Linked DNA regions of Anas platyrhynchos: region 1 is linked to region 2. Evidence: chromatin contacts called from public Hi-C data. All regions are on one chromosome and are shown on one strand. Each heading gives the region's core, a stretch centred on a gene start, on an enhancer-like site or on the middle of the called end of the contact. The rest is flanking DNA. Distances are from core to core; before and after follow the strand shown. Region 1 holds the start of MYC (MYC proto-oncogene, bHLH transcription factor). Region 2 overlaps LOC106019000 (a long non-coding RNA gene).

Region 1 (3,654 bases), core at 166-2,665, 680 kb after region 2:
TGCTGGGGAAGCTGGCGCTGAGAGGCATCGCGGCGGCTGGTGCCTGCGGGAGGGGGAGGACAGGGGGACGCCGGGGTGAGCCTTGGGGGTCGGCTCTCCCCCCGCGACCCTAAAGGGGCGACCGCCCCCCAGCGCGCAGCGCTCCCTCCCGGCTCCCCGCGCCGTGCCGACGGGCAAAAAAACCCGCGGTCGGTTTCAAATTAATGTTAAAAAAAAATCATAATAAAATCCATGATAATCATAATAAAAAAGGTACGACCTCCCCTCACCCTCTCCCAAGTCGGAGGCGCGACTTGATCTACCGAGGGGGGCAGCTCCCGGTGCCGCCCCGACCACCCTCCCCGCGGCTCTCCCGGAGGGGCTCCGGCAGCTCTGTGCAGCCCTACTCGGTTCTGCACGGTTTGGCACGGCTCAGCTCGACGCGGCACGGCTCGGCTCGGCTCCCTCCCGCCGCCCCTCCGCAGCCGCCGCGTTCACACGGGGCACGGCTCCGGCACGAAGCCCTCTTCCTTCCCTCCCGGAGCAGCTCCGCCAGCCCGGGATCGGGAATCCGGGACCGAGCCGGGAAGGGAAGGGAGAGCTGCGGGGAGCTTCGAGCACCCAGGGGGGCTGCCCCCTTGCCACCCACCTGGGCGTGCGGGCAATGCGCGGGGACGGGCAGGGACCTCAGCAAAGTTTGCCAGGTCTTGTCATATACACGCATATAATATATATATAAATAAATATATATGTCTACGCAAAGATATATATATATATACACACGTATATATATACATGCATATATATCTATATATATATGTATCCATATATCCATATATATATATACCCATATATATGAATATAGGCAGAATGTGCAATAAGCATAACCTGCCCATGCATACGCGGGAGAAGCAAATGCTTCCCCTCCCCCGAGAAAAAATAAAAAAAAATAAAAAATAGATAGATATTTGAAGAGCCGAGAGCAAGCGAAAGGATGGGGAAGGCCGGTGCCCCGGCGCAGGAGAGCGTCCCCCGGGGGGGACCGCCGGTGTCCCCGTCCTCGGAGCGCAGCCCCGGCGGCCCCCGGTGTCAGCAGCCCTGTCAGTCCAAGCCACTACCGCGGCGGATCGAGTGATGGGAAAAGCGGAGCCCCGCGACTCACCGGCTTCTCCAAGGCGCCAGCTGCGAAACGGAGCGAGGCAATTATTGCGGGCGGTGCGGGGACCAACAAAATAAGGAAAAAAAATAATATATATATAAAATTATAAAAAGAACCGCCGGATAGGACGGGGAAAAAAAGGACAAAACGCCGGGAGAACGTAGATCTCTTCCTCCCACCAAGGTTTAGAAAAAAAAAAATAAAAAAAAAAAAAATCAAGGAGCAGCGGAGAGAAGGGGAATCAGATTGTACGGTCCAAGGCGGCGCGGCGCGCTCTGTCTGCTACAATAGAAGTTTAGTTGCTTTCTTGCTTTAAAGAGCCGGCGAGGGGCGGGCGTAAAAGTGCCGCGGGGGGCGGGGGCACCACCGCGGGGCCCCCGCTCGCTCCCGCCGTGCGCGCCGACGCCTCCCGCGCCCCCGTTCGGCAGCGGGCGCGCAGAGCTCCGCGCCTGGCGGCGGGGAGCGCGGCACCGCGAGGGGGCGGCCGAGGAGCTCCGCGTGTCCCCCCCACCACACACACACACAATCCCCCAGCCTTTAATTCCGCCGGGAGGTTTGGAAGGGCTGGGGGGGGGGGGAGGTGATGCAGCGCTCCGCGGTGGTTATTTTTTATTTTTTTTTTAATTTTTATTTTTTTAATTATTTATTTTTTTTCCACCCTTCTTACTACGAGCTGCGCAAGGAGAGGTCGGAAGTAAACATAGTAAAAAAAAAAAAATTTACTAGGAGGGATTAAAAGGCTGCTCCTCGCCTTTTCCCTCCTTGCTCAGCGCTCCCCGACAGGGCACAAGGGGGAGGGGGGTTCAACCCCTTTTTCCAACACTCCCCCTCCATGTAGGGGGGCTTCGGTGGGCACCCAGCCTCATCGGGGGGGCTCCGACTCGGGCACCCCCGCCCCGGGTCGCCGCTTTCTTATCCCGCCTTTGCGGGAGGATTAAACGGGAGAAAAGGAGGCTGCGGGGGGGGAGGGAGGGGGGATGTAGGGGTGTAAGAGAGGGGGGGCACAGGCCCGCGGGGGTCACCTTGCAGCCCGTTTTGTCACACCCCGGCTGCCCCCTGCCCCTTCCCTGTCCCTTCCCGGGGTCCCCCCCCGCCCCAGCTCCCGGTGCCCACCCCCGACGGGACGCCCCCATCTCGCTGCCCGGCCCCCCAGGACCGTTAGCTGACGCCCCCATCCCTCCCACCGCCGCACCTGCGGCTTCCCCGAGCCCCCCCCCTTCCCCGTGCTGAGCCCTCACCCCCTATTCCCTCCCCAAATCCCCTCAATTCCCCTAAACCTCCCTAGCAAAGCCCCTCTACTCTCCGCTCCACGGAACGTAGTGTCCGTTTCCCCCCCCCCCCCCAACTTATCCCATCCCTGCTGGGATTTTTTTATTCCCATTTATTTATATATCCCCCTCCCCACTTTTATTTTATTTATTTATTTATTTATTTATTTATTTATTTATTTATTTATTAAAGCACAACCCACAGGGCAGGATGCAAAGCTCGGGGCCGCCCCACGGGGCGAGAGGACCGAAGCTGGGGGGGGAAAGGACGGATGGAAGGGGGATGGAAGCGGGGGGGGGAGGGGGGGCTCCACCCCACCCCCTGTGAGGCTCCCGCCGGCGCTGGGGGGCGGCCCCGCTTTCCCACGGCCGCCGCCACTACCGTGGGGACATCGCGCCCCCTCCCGGCCGCTCCGAGCCCGCGGGAGGCAGCGCGAAACACCCCCCACCCCCTCTCCGGCACCTGCGACTCTCTCCTCCCCTCCCTCCCCCCGCAGCACCCCCCTCCCAGAAAGAAAATTAAAAAAAAAAAAAAAAGGAAAAAAAAGAAAAGAAAGAAAAGAAAAAAAAGAAAAAAGAAAAAAAATATTATTTTCACTATTTTACTATTTTTTTTATTTAATTATTTTATTTGAATTATTTAATTATTTTATTAACAATATATACTCTTATTGTTTTTAACGGGAAACGACCATTTCTGCTGAGCAGCCTTCCAGCAAAGCACATCTACAACCGTCCAACTCCTCACCAAGCAAATGTCCCCGAGTGCACTTTGGGGCGCTTTCTGCCGTCCCGCCTCTGCTGTCGGGTAGCAAAGGAGGGATGGATCCACGCAGAAAGAGTGAAGCGAGAGGCAAGAGCTGCTGCGTAGTCATAACGGGGATGCTTCACCTAGTGACATTTTAAGAACTGGGTTTACCCTTGCTCCGAGATGGCTTAAAATACATCGTGCTATTTTTAAAGGCATCACTCTCGTGTAGTAGAGCTCGCTGATGTGAATGGAAATAACGTGACTCAAGGCAGGCCTGAAGTCAGCCAGGAGGGTGCAAGATCCAAATTAATCTAGCTATTAGTGTAAAACTTGGTATGGGTGCTTTTATCTAAGAACAGCAGCCGAAGAGCCCGAAACGCAGTGATTACCCTCAGAATTGTAAAAGCTGTCGAAATTCAGCTGGAGCTGGTAACAGCAGAAATATTTTGAAATGACTCCAGTACTGATAGGGTTGAAAATCATAATCCTGTTCGTGA
Region 2 (3,414 bases), core at 588-3,087:
GTTATGATAACCCATGAAGGAGGAGTATAGTGACATCTATTTAATACAATGATCTCAGGAAGGCCACTATTAGCTAATTGGTAGGAAAGGGATCATTCTGCACATAACCTGTTCTATTCTCTTTCTTAGAGCTTAATCTGCTCCCTCAATCCTCCCCTTAATCTGCCGGGGCTAAAGTTCAGGACAGCAAATGGGGCTGCTGGACTTTTGATCTGATCTAGCACAGCAGTTCCTCTAGTTCATAAACAATATTTTAATAATTTGTGAATGGAATTTAACACGTGGACATGCATCATCACACTTTGAGCATGCATTATCATCTGCAAATGCAGTAGCTTATCTAGCAAGCTGTACGGTCGTGTATTCTCAGGCAAGCACAAGATCTGGGTGTTAGCTTACAAACGTGAAGTTATCCAGTTCTGCACAACACAGATAAGGCCAGCTATGTTAAACTTCCGGTGTATTTACTCCAGCTGGTACTCAGCTTTGGACACCAAAGCTTTAAGAAGAAAGGAGAGCTGTGAAACTTCCTCTCTTCAGTACACAGCTTTAATTACAATCAATTATTTATCCCACAAATGACTATTTGTAACTGAATATCTCCAAGGAATATATGAAGACTGAATTTGCTTTTATTTGCATGGGAATGATTAATTTGCAGTTACTGGATGTGAAGTGATGTGAAAACAAGCAGGATAAGACCTTTTTTATTTCAGGTACATTGGGTCAGAAACAGCAGAGCAAGGGAGGGCTCCTCCTGCCAGTCCTCTGCCTGTCCCACTGGTAGTGCAGGTGCAGGCAATTAAGAGCTTTTATATCAATGTTTTTTGTTGCAAATGCTCCATGAAACAAATCTTAAGTAACAGGAAAAGTTAAACAGAAATAACTACACCCTGCCCTCCAAGGTCTTCTACAATTGATAGGACTAGTGTGGTTGATCCTGTTGCTTTCTTCATGGTCATTTCATGATCATGTGAGATCTTCTCAGACTGAAGCCAGTACCTACAGCTGGCCCACAATGCATGCCATGTGTTAATAAACATGGTCACAGTAAATATTTTGGGTGCTATTATCAGGTAAAAGGGGTTTCTGACACATGAGGAAGGGCTAGCTTGGGGCTGCTTCTGGGGTCCCCTGCACTCCTGGGGGCATGGAGGAGACCTCTTGGGGTGTGCTTCAGACATCTGACTTCAGGTTCATGCAGAGGACCTGTGGGATTTATCAAGAAAGAGTGAGGGAGAGGTACCAGGCCACATTCTTCCACTGTGTGGTTTAGAGGATGCATGCAGCATGGCATCACCCAGCAAACCTGGCCTCAAACGCAGCAGGCAGTGCGAAGCCTGCCTGTCATGACAGATACTTTTAGCAGCAAAACACACAAACAGCTCCCAGATATGTTCTCACAGCCACCTCCGACAAAGACGCGGGAATTTTAATGCTCAAAAGCACTACAGCGGGGCTGTGGCAGCGTGGGGCTCCTGGCCACTAAAACACAGTGAAGTGAGAAGTGGTTTCGTTCAGAAAGGCAGTTTCTGCTTTTCGTTCAGAGTGGGAAGCTTGTGACAGGATCCAGCGAGGTGATGGAGGGAAGTAACCTTTACACGCAGTGGGAAACTGAATTCATTGAAGAAATGCCGCCTCTGTCCCTACCCATCTCCCAGCCCCGTCTTCTGCCTGGGGAGGGAGAGGATCTGTCAGAGAGCAGCCACGCTCTCTTTTTTCTCAATGAAAAGTAGGAAGCTCTCGATGCAAGTCCTGCTTCGCTTCCTCCCTGCTGGCCAGGGCAGAGGACGCTTGCTTGTGGGGGGGCCTGGGGAGAAACCGCTCATTGTAGGGCTTGGCCTTCAGGGCTATCGCTCCTGTCTGCGAGTCATGTGCCTTAATCCTCCCAAGTGGACTGCCCTGCAGTTTAGCATTCCCCGAATTCCTGCCGCCTGCTGACACGGAGCCCATTCAAAAGGCAGGGCCAGCGGCCGGGAGGCTGCAGGAAAGCTTTGCAGTGTGGGGTGGCTGCTGCTCCCCATGTGCTTTGTGCCAGGAATTCCTTTCTATTCGGAGCTGCCCAGGCCAGGGACGGATATAGCTGGGGAGCAGTGGGAGAAAGGGTCTGGAGAGTTGTTGCTCGCACCCCAGGGCTGGAAGCCCACCTGCTTCCAGGGCAGCAGCCTCCAGCACACCCGTGAAAAGTAATTGCACTGATCTGCTGGCTAACGACATTTTTCTGGGAGGATGGGTCTCATAAAGTTTTACAATTCTTGGGGAAAGTGGCTTCTTTTTTTTTTTTTTTTTTTTTTTTTTTTTTTTTATCTCTCAGGAGGGTGAAAGGTTTCATCCCTGTCCTGACCCTGGGTGCTTGGCAAAGTTTCACTTCACTGACCCCGAGCAGGGCTGAAAATGAAGGCTGCTCTTCCCTCATTCATTTTTTGTAAAGTGGAAGCAATAATAATAGTAATTAGAATAATTAATAATAACTATGCTTTCTTTCTCTGTCACACAGAGTGTTTCAGTAGTGGTCAGTACAGCAGGAGCCTGAGCTTTGTGGAGAAGCACTAGAGCTGCCACTGCAATGCAAATGTCACAGGGGTTACTTAGGGATAAAAAAAATCACCGAGGTGTCTGCAGCCTTTGGAAAGAGTGAGAAATTTGCTTGCCCATCTGACCTTGTGAACGCTTAAAGAAACTAGAAGTCCTGAGGATATCAATAAGATGGCTCTGCTAAGTAAGCATTACACTTGTGGGCAAGTGCTGGTGTCCCAGGCAGCAGCAGGATAGCACAGATCACAGTTACATTTTCTCAGCCTGTTATGGTTTCTCATTTTCTAAGAATTTCAGTGACAGGTAGGAATTTGGAAGCTTCTGCATGCTGATAACAATGGCTGTTAGGATTTGACAAGTTTGAAAGACAGGGCTATGTTGTCCCCAAAGATATGCAACACTAACCATCCATGCATCATTTGTGGACGAGTGTTTACATCTTACAACTTTCTGAATCAACTGTCACTTTTTCTTATTCTCCCCTCCTCTCTCTCTTTTTATGAATGAAGTCTGAGGCAAGCCAGACAGAAAGGAAGGCTGCAGAATGTTTTATGGCTTGCATTTCCTTCTGGTGAGGATGTTACATTTGCTGAAGTGAACTTCTGAAAGAGATGTGGAAGGGTTTTCTGGTCAGGGGTAGGGGATATTTCATTCATGCAGGAAGTTGCAAAAGCTGAACAGAAAGTGTATATTCTAGAAGTTTCAATTAAAAAAAAAAAAAAGTAGGCTGGAGGGTAAAATTGCAAAATACCAGCTGAAACTCAGAAAATAAGTTCCGTTCATAGTCCTAGTAAAGTTTAATGTTCATAGTAATAAGCAAATTCCTTTAATTCCAAGATATCAGAATACTTTCCCAGCCACTGTCTTCTACTGTAAAAT

The links. Hi-C and Micro-C count contacts between places; a contact is called where the count stands out from the background.
Region 1: a contact with region 2 is called in a Hi-C map of F5 follicle, with 6 times the contacts expected there. The contact joins the promoter of MYC here to the enhancer-like site in region 2. A contact is called at or near these places in 3 of 8 Hi-C or Micro-C datasets (F5 follicle, small yellow follicle and subcutaneous adipose tissue).

Annotation. Positions count from the first base shown.
Region 1 is chr2:10,333,793-10,337,446 of IASCAAS_PekinDuck_T2T, forward strand. It overlaps MYC (MYC proto-oncogene, bHLH transcription factor), which reads right to left and starts at 1,416. Exons shown (of 3, transcript XM_038175084.2): 1 at 1,142-1,416; 2 at 1-43. The coding sequence starts at 28.
Region 2 is chr2:9,657,979-9,661,392 of IASCAAS_PekinDuck_T2T, forward strand. All of the region lies in intron 5 of LOC106019000 (a long non-coding RNA gene), which reads left to right. Among named protein-coding and RNA genes, the nearest start is that of CYRIB, 160 kb to the left of the region's middle. Within about 2 kb of position 1,838, at least 5 of the 8 cell types and tissues checked have an H3K27ac peak or open chromatin away from gene starts, as enhancers often do. A contact at or near this core is called in F5 follicle and small yellow follicle, where this site is marked.